3 separate regions of the Mus musculus genome follow, and all the other regions are linked to region 2. A link is a contact called in public HiChIP or PLAC-seq and promoter capture Hi-C data. All regions are on one chromosome and are shown on one strand. The core of a region is the stretch at or near the end of the contact, and the rest is flanking DNA. Distances in the headings are between cores, read along the strand shown.

Region 1 (2,848 bases), core at 193-2,692, 970 kb before region 2:
GGCGTGCGCCACCATGCCCTGGCAGCTTTCACATTTTTACAGTGGATTACAACCTTTCTGAAGCTGCAACCTTTTAACACAGGGCCTCATGTTGTGGTGACCCCTACCCCCAACCATGAAATTATTTCATTGCTACTTCATAACTGTAACTTTGCTCATGTTACCAATTGTAAACATCTGAAATAGAATGAATGAGGGTCACGAACCACAGGTTGAGAACCACTGTGGTAGACAGAGAGACCCTCCACACTTTGGGTATTGGAGTGCCCACACACATATATACAGAAACACACATGAAATAACCAATGGTAAGCTTTTAAAACTTGTAAGGGACACATTCAAACAGTTATACATCTGTACAGGGTACTATGTATTGCCCCATACTTGTATACATTGTGTAATGTTTAAATCCCTAAGCTAAATCAGCTCAAACATGTACCATTTCTTCTCCCTCTCTTTTGAGACAGGGTCTTCCTATGTAGCTAGCCCAGTCTGGCCCTTACTAGCCTCTTGTCTTAGCCCCTTCAGTGCGGTAGTTACGGATATACACCTTACATACCGCTAAAGCTACAAGATTCACTGGTCTGTGAAAGTGTTACAAACGCCAAATCCAGTTACATGCAGCTGGAGAAGAGGAGCCATGAACTGAGGGAAAAATTGTTGGGGCAAGGAGGAATGCCAGCCAAATAGGGCAAGCAACCACTTGGTGGGAGAACCTTTTTATTTTTATTTCTATCCATTTCTTTATAGGGACAGGGTCTCTACATAGCCTTGGCTGTCCTGGAACTCATTATGTAGACCAGGCTAACCTCGAACTCAAGGAGATCCGCCTGCCTCTGCCTCCCGAGTGCTGGGGATACCTTTAGCTCCTTGTCATTATCGCCGCCCAAATAGCACTCATAACTCTGGGCCGTGCGAATTGTAAATCTGTACAAAGAAAGCTCATTATACCGTCTAGTGCCGTGGGAATGTTAAAAGCAACCTACTTAAAGAGCTTGCACTAGTGTCTAGCCACGCACAGCACTGAGTTCAGGGAACGGGTGGAGGAGGGCTCGCAGGCTTTTTCTACAGTTTCACTGTTGGGCAAGCACGCTCCCAGGGCTCCCACTCAACAAGTTCCAGGTTGCTTCACCATCAAGGGCCAAAACCAACTGGTTCTTCTAGCTGTTACAGTCAGTGAGATTAAACCGCACTCTCTCTCCACGCCTTCAACCACAACAACCGCCCCTGGGGTCCCGATGACTCCGCAGGCAAAAAAAAAAAAAAAAAAAAAAAAAATCAAACCACAGCGCCAATTAAAGGAGAGGCGAGCCACCCTTTCTACGCAGGCGCACTCCGCCGTACCTCCCCTCCACTATCGCGATAGGTCGGCGAGCTCGACGCTGGCCCTTTAACGGCCCCTTCCCGGGGGCCTGCTCAGCGCTTGCGCACTGAGGTTCTGCGCTTGTCATCATGGCGACGCGGGGCCATGTGCAGGACCCTAACGACCGGCGCCTCCGGCCCATTTACGGTGAGTACCCCGGAGTCGGTCTGTTAGCCACCGCGGCGAGACAAAGCGTGCCCCGGTTCGGGCGAAGGCCAGGGAGGGTCGCTGGGGTCGCGCGCGGGGTGGGGCGGCGAGGGGGCGGACCGCGCGGGGCGCTAGGCCGCAGCCTCGCCCTCGCTTAGGCGCGGACCCCGGCGTCGCTGGACCCGGAGGCGACAAGACAACGGTGGGTGCGCGCCGCTGTCAACTCTGTGCGGATCGCGCCGCCGCTTGGAGACCAGCGCTCCCGGCAGGTTGTTTTATTCCAGCCGCTCCCGAGGAACCCCCGCGCGGTCTTTTCTTGCAGGTGACAAGCGGCTCAGGCGCGACGGTGGGAGCGCTCGCCTCCGGAAGGGAGATACCCCAGTGATGATTGCTCTGGGTACCAGGATGAGGATCCGGGGAGGGCTGTCTTACAGAATGTAGTCTAAGTGCACGTGGGGAAACTGAGACCCGGAGAAGGGAAGGGGCTGATGCAAGGTCACTGAGACCCGAGTCCCATCCTGATGCAGGAACAGCTGTTCTGGGCACACGTGGGAGGCGGGGGGGAGGGGGTCGCGGGCCCCGAATAGCGGGCAAGAGATGGCAGGAGCTGGTGTTGCCGGAGCGGCCGGCCAGGCTGCTGGAATGGAAGGTTTTTTGTTTTTTTTAACCTTTCAGCACCGTGTCTGAGGTTTATTCTCTGCCTCTTGACTTCCTCGTGCTTTTGCTTGCGTTGAACCCTCCTCACGGCGCGCATCCCAAACCCCGCAGGCTTTCAAGATGTGTCTTTATCGTCATCTTCCCACCGTAATAGAATAAAAAGAATCACCAAACTGAGTCAGAGAGAAAACACTTTGCAGTGACTGAGATGTTCTGTTATTGGAAGCGGTGCCTTATTTATTTATTTATTTATTTTATTTAATTTTGCCATGTCTCGCTCGCCTCGTTGATGGTTGTATGGTCTTGTCTCAGGTAATGATGAGGAAGGAAGCTTTATCAAGGTCAGTGCTTTTTTTTTTTTTTTTTTTTTGGCTACAGCAGACCTCACGTTTTCAGTGTGGCTATGGGTTTTGGGCTCTTTCGTTTTTAGGGGTTTTCCTCTCCCCTTGGCAGAATGGGTGCTTGTGTCTCTAGCAAATTGGTACATATGTGGGTTCTTGCTTGCCAGTTTGATGTCTGTGCACCACGTGCATTCCTGGTGCTTGAAGAGGGGCATCAGGATGTCCTGGATCTGTAGTTACAGACTGTTGTAAGCCAGGGTGTAGGTGCTGGGTCTGGAACAAGACCTCTCTATGTAGCCCTCGACTGCGTGGAACTCATAGAAATCACCAGCTTTCTGCC
Region 2 (2,700 bases), core at 93-2,592:
AAGTGCTCTACTACCACCAAGCTGGATCCCTAGTCTAATATTTACTTTACCAGAAAGGACTTAGGTAAATCTGGTCTCATAGCGTCCTAGTCTAATTCTACAGTGAGATCAAGCCTGTAGTTTGCTTGGTTCCTGTACTTAGCCACATGATATCTTTCTTGTTCTTTAATAGAAGTAATTTCTGTCCTGGAAAGAACAATTACGTTGTGCTGGAACTAGTACGCTGGTTTGTTAATTGTTTCCAATCATGGATCTGGTCTTTTTACTTTTTTCAAAAAATGAAATTGATTCCTGTAGCCGGGTAGTGGTGGCACACGCCTTTAATCCCAGCACTCGGGAGGCAGAGGCAGGTGGATTTCTGAGTTCAGGCCAGCCTGGTCTACAGTGAGTTCCAGGACAGCCAGGGCTACACAGAGAAACCCTGTCTCGGGGAAAAAAAAAAAAAAGTCTTAGCACCAAATATATATTTACAATAAAATGTACATTTAATAATAATGTACTTAATAAACATAAATATATTTTTATTTCATGGCCACGGATTCAGATTCTACAAGAGCCATGATTGTGGGCCTAGTTGGATCCCAGTCATCCCGCCTCTTGATTTTTTTAAGGAAGGAGGCCAGGAGGGGGACAGGGAAGCATGGCATCCAGCTGTGATATCAGAAGTCAACTGTCCTCAGCCATCTAGGGGACAGTTAAAACCTTCCCAGGCCCGAGGCGGCTGGACCCTCGGCTCCCCGCCAGGTTAGGAGCCCGAAAGCTCAGTCTCTGTCCTGCTCCGAGGCCGCCTCGGCAGCCGAGCCCCGCTAGAGCCCGCTCCCCCCCCCCCCCCCCCCCCCCCCGTCTCGCGCCTCCTCGGCAGGGGTTCCCAAGGCCGCCTCACCCTTCACCGCCTTCCGTCCGGGCCAAGGCGGGCGGCCCCGCGACCCCGGGCCAACGGCTCGGCATCCCGTCCACACGCGTGCACCACACCGGCTCTGAGTCGGCGGCCTCCGGCTCTCCCCACTCCGACCCTGCTCAAGTGGCCGCCGGATGGTGCGGAGGAAGACCCGAGTTCCTGGAGCTGTAGACCCGAGGGCGGAGGAACCTCAGGTAACCAGGCTCCTGCGCCTGGGCATCTCTCGCTGACAAGGACGCGTCAGGGCAAATCCATCCACACGCACCCTAAAGCAAGTATTCCTTATCCACCTCAGTATTCTAGACCCTCAGAGGACCTGCAGACCTTCGGTTGTCACCCTATGTGTCAAACCCAAGCACCGGTGCTGCGGCCCGGGGGCGCGGAGCGTAATTCGCGATCCGCTATCACCTAGGCAACCGCCTTCGCCGGAGGCCCAACCGATAACGGCTCTCGGCTCTTTCTCTTTCTCTCTCTGCGCACGCGTGAACGAACTCGTGTCCCCGCCTCCTCTCTGAGCACGGCACGCGTTTCGGAAGGCATTTTGGCCCTGGGGACGCTCCGTAGTCTATGGTGTAGTAAATACCCGTGCTGAACGAGCGATCTGTGGTTGCGATTGGCTCCTACGCACATTCCCCGGAACGCCGTGGCTGTCGCGCGAAGGCTGAAGGGAGTGTGGCCGTCGGCTGTGTGTGAAACCCCCGGAGAGGCGGCATGCCTCGATATGCGCAGCTCGTCATGGGCCCCGCGGGCAGCGGGAAGGTGAGCCTGGAGGAGCTGCGGTGCGTGGGTGGCTGGGCTCCGGGGAAACCCTGGGTATACGGCTTCCTGCTCTCTGCTTGTACCTTGCTTTTTTTTTTTTTTTTGTTTGTCTGGGAGTGATAGCAGCTTTAATAGCTCTTGAGCGGCTTGAGAGAGGGCTGAGCGCTCAAGAGCTTGTTCTGTCCTCCCAAAAGACTTCAGTTCTGTCCAGCACCCAGACAGAGCTGCAGGACACCTTTGCTCCAGGAACTGCCCTGGTCGTTCCAGGTGTCTTCATATCCATTCTGTGTGCTTGATCCTATACCCATTCTACAGATTACAAACACAGAAAGGTTTATTTTGTTCAAAATCATACGCTTACTTAGGTCCGCCCCGGAATCTGAGTCTGGGTTGTTGGTCTTTTTGTTTTTTTGGTTTTTTTTCCCCTGTCTAATTCCAGACAAGGCCCCCTGCCACGCACCCAGTATGGGGTCTTTTCTTCCCTTTTTCTCAGAAGTTTGGAGTATGGGTTTCAGATAAGTTTGTAGATATGCACTGTTTGTGGGCATTTTTTTCTTTTTCCTTTGAGACAGGGTTTTTCTGTGTAGCCCTGGCTGTCCTGGAACTCACTCTGTAGACCAGGCTGGCCTTGAACTCAGAAATCCGCCTGCCTCAGCCTCCCACGTGCTGGGATTAAAGGCGTCTGCCACCACTGCCTGGCTCTAGTTTTTATATTTATTTTTTTTGTGTGATACAGTGTTTCTTTGTGTACATATTAAGAGAATGATGCTAAGGACACTTAAGCACAGTAGAAACGGCAATGGTGACATTTGAGGGATGCCTAGAGTCTATAGAGGTGTTTGTATCATTTTAATATTTAATAAATACAATATTCAGAGTACTAGAGATGGCTGTGTGACTCCACAGGGCCTGTCATCTGATCTGGAAGGTACACAGCTCACCTGTCAGTTACAGTGCATCTGTATGGTGGGGCTGTCCTAGGTAGAGAGAACAGGCTGTCAAAAGGAAGCGTGGAGCGTGGAGGAGGTCATTTCTGTAACCTA
Region 3 (2,881 bases), core at 211-2,710, 710 kb before region 2:
ACAGTACCACTGAGGTCTATGGTTCACAGACACACATACACGCACCCCAAAAGGGTTATAGAAAGTGAAAGTTGAGCAGAAGTTGGGAAATCTTGGCATTAAAAGGCTTTAAGACATATTACATAGAAAATAGTATAAACACCTCTATATATTGTATGTTCCTGTTACAGGTACCATTTGTATCCATGGCCTCTCCCAGACCTCTTACACTATAGCATGTACACAATATTGTCCTTCCTGACATGTCATATTTTTTCTCCATATATGCACTAATCTTACCTGGCCTTTCTTCCTTTCTTTCTCCCTTTCTTTCTTTCTTTTCTCCTTCCTTTCTTTCTTTCCTTCTTTCTTTCTCTTATGTGTGTGTGTGTCCTGAACATTGTTTCGATTATATCGTGTGTATGTGTGTGTGTATTTTAGACACTGAACCCAGAGCCTATACCTAAAGCATTCTAACCCTTAAGTGCATTCCTCAGTGTGTGTGCTCACTATAGCACCTGCACAGAGGACAATCTTGAGTTAGTTCTATCCTGCCATCTTGTGAAGCACAAAGCCTTCAGCAGAAGCCTGGAAGTAACCCTGGCACTGATGAGGTGGAAAAGGCAGGAGGGTCAGAAGTTCAAGGACATCTGATTCCAATACGTAGAGAACATAGATTATCTTTTCTCCAATATATAGGGTTCTCAGTATCTTGGGCTACTCAAGACCTTGTCTCAGAACAACTCAAAACCTCAAAACAACTAAACAATGGCCAGACGGTGGTAGGGCAGGGCTGTATCCCACAACTCCAGAGGCTTAGGCAGGCAGATCTCTGAGTTCGAGGACAGCCTGGTCTACAGAGTGAGTTCTAGGACAGCTAGGCGTACTTGGAGCAACTCTGACTTGGAGAAGAAAACAACAAAAACAAACAAAAAATAAAACAAAACCAAACACATCCAAACCACAAAACCAAATTTAACCATGACCTATAGGCTTCCCAGCGTATCCCTGTCTCTTACACAGCGTTTTGTATCACACAACCGAGTGGTTATGCAATAACTAGCTCAGGATCGCACGAGTGCTGAAGCTTGTCCTGTCTGGGGCTGTTTTCTGTGTCCGCAAAAATAATCATCCCACGCAGCCCCGCAGTGCCCGGCTCTCAGTGGATTATCTGTGAAGTCATTGCGCTCCTAGCCAGCCCCTCGCCATACCTGCAGAAAGTTACAACCCTGAGGTCGAAGACCCAGGAAGCCTCAGAGTCTCTGCGGACCCATAGACTCTCGGTGAGCCCTGCGGGAAAACTAAGGAGGACAAACGTAGAGAGGGGTCAAACGCAAAATAGGAGCCAGGCGTCTTTGCGTGCTCTGCGCACGCTCCTCGGACCCTGTCCAGACGGTCAGCCAAGGGGGCAGAAGCAGCTGTCGAAAGCGCATGCGCGCCCGGGGCCTCGCCCCTTTCCGCGTGCGCGTGCGCGACCCGGCGGGTCAGAGACGGCGGCCGACAGGCGGAAGCGGAGGTTGTTGTGGCTCGGCAGGCTGCGCGCGACGGGGGCTGCCGCTGCTGAGGCGGCGGCCGCGGCTTCTGAGGCGGTGGCGGCGCTGCCGACCGCGGGCCGCTCGGCCTCTGGGCTCGGGCCGCAGCCTTCCGTCAGCCCACCGGGGCCCACGCCGAGCAGCGCCTGTCCTATGAGTGTGTCACTGGTGGTCATCCGACTGGAGCTCGCGGGTCACTCGCCGGTCCCCACCGACTTCGGCTTCAGCGCCGCCGGTGAGTCGGCGGCCTCGCGCCGGGCCGGAGGGTCGGCAGCCCTCGCTCCACCGGCCCCCGGACTTGCCGGGCGCCTCTGCTCGACGTCGCCCTCGCTGCGAGAAAGCGCGGCCCAGGGCGCGGGGGCGATGCTGTGCGCCTTTCCCAAGCTGGCAGTCAGACAGACCGGTGGGGAAAGGATTTGCCCAAAGTTAGGTGTGAGTGGCTGGAAACGCGAGTTTTAGCCCAGCCGGGGACCGAGAGGCTGACGTCTTCACCACCGGCCACAGACTTCCTTAGTGGGTCATGCAGCTTCGGCTCTTCCCGTGATCGTCACAACCTTACCTGATAGCATTGAGGATCCTGAAGTGAAGGCAGGAGGACAGGCAACCAGAAGCCAGGCAGGGTTGGGGGGGGGGGGCGGAAACCTGTCTCAAAAGACCGACGAGAAAAAGGTGTGTGTGGGAGGGCGATTGCTTGGTATCTGTCAAGAGTTTTGTCATGCCCTGAATCAGACTTGGTCTGATATGTGCCATACGGACTAAATGTCCCAAGTTGATGGAAAAGAGAAACGGACACTTAGTTTGGAGAGCTGGGCTGGCGCTCGTTCTCGGAAGGATGGCATCCTGGACACTCTGTGGGTCCATTCTTTGGAGCTGCAGTAGAAGAGTGTGTTGTGGTCTTTCTTGGTCTTTGAGACTCCAGTGACTTGATTTATTTCAAGGTTACAAGCGAAATTCCAGAGCTCAAAGTGACCCCTAGATCTGAAAGTCAGTTAAGTTGGCACTAGGCACAAACAGGTAACTTCATCCTGGCCCAGTCCTGGAGACATTTATGCAGTAAAGCCTAGGGGGAGAGTACCTACTGTGTGCTTAGATGTGTGGATCGGGTGCTGAGAACTCCTACTGTGTGCTTGGTTGTGTGGGTTGAGTGCCGTACTGGACAGGCCTGGTGCCTGCCTCAGAACTGATGTTAAGGAATTTCGGTCACATCTCCGGGTTTCTGAAATGCTGCTTATTCATTAATAAGTAGAGGGACAGAGGCAGACACTGGAAAAGAGCCTCATCCAGGGGGACACGCCATAGAGGAGCAGGAAAGCTATTGATTGATGTGCCAAGAAGTGAGAGGAATTTGTTCTGTCATTAGGTATTAATCT

What was found. Promoter capture Hi-C pulls out the DNA fragments that hold promoters and counts their contacts. HiChIP or PLAC-seq counts read pairs in DNA pulled down with a chosen protein or histone mark.
Region 1: a FOXA1 HiChIP or PLAC-seq map of pancreatic cancer cells shows a contact between it and region 2. The contact joins the promoter of Naa25 here to the promoter of Fam216a in region 2.
Region 3: a promoter capture Hi-C map of the HPC-7 cell line shows a contact between it and region 2. The contact joins the promoter of Brap here to the promoter of Fam216a in region 2. A contact is called at or near these places in 2 of 39 promoter capture datasets (the HPC-7 cell line and cranial neural crest) and 1 of 9 other capture datasets (pancreatic islet).

The regions. Positions count from the first base shown.
Region 1 is chr5:121,396,553-121,399,400 of GRCm38.p6, forward strand. It overlaps Naa25 (N(alpha)-acetyltransferase 25, NatB auxiliary subunit), which reads left to right and starts at 1,443. Exons shown (of 24, transcript NM_172722.4): 1 at 1,443-1,510. The coding sequence starts at 1,453.
Region 2 is chr5:122,371,000-122,373,699 of GRCm38.p6, forward strand. Fam216a (family with sequence similarity 216, member A) reads right to left here and starts at 1,343. Exons shown (of 7, transcript NM_026883.4): 1 at 884-1,343. The coding sequence starts at 948. Gpn3 (GPN-loop GTPase 3) reads left to right here and starts at 1,509. Exons shown (of 8, transcript NM_024216.2): 1 at 1,509-1,657. The coding sequence starts at 1,610.
Region 3 is chr5:121,659,103-121,661,983 of GRCm38.p6, forward strand. Brap (BRCA1 associated protein) reads left to right here and starts at 1,461. Exons shown (of 12, transcript NM_028227.3): 1 at 1,461-1,746. The coding sequence starts at 1,665. Acad10 (acyl-Coenzyme A dehydrogenase family, member 10) reads right to left here and starts at 1,408. Exons shown (of 21, transcript NM_028037.4): 1 at 1,191-1,408.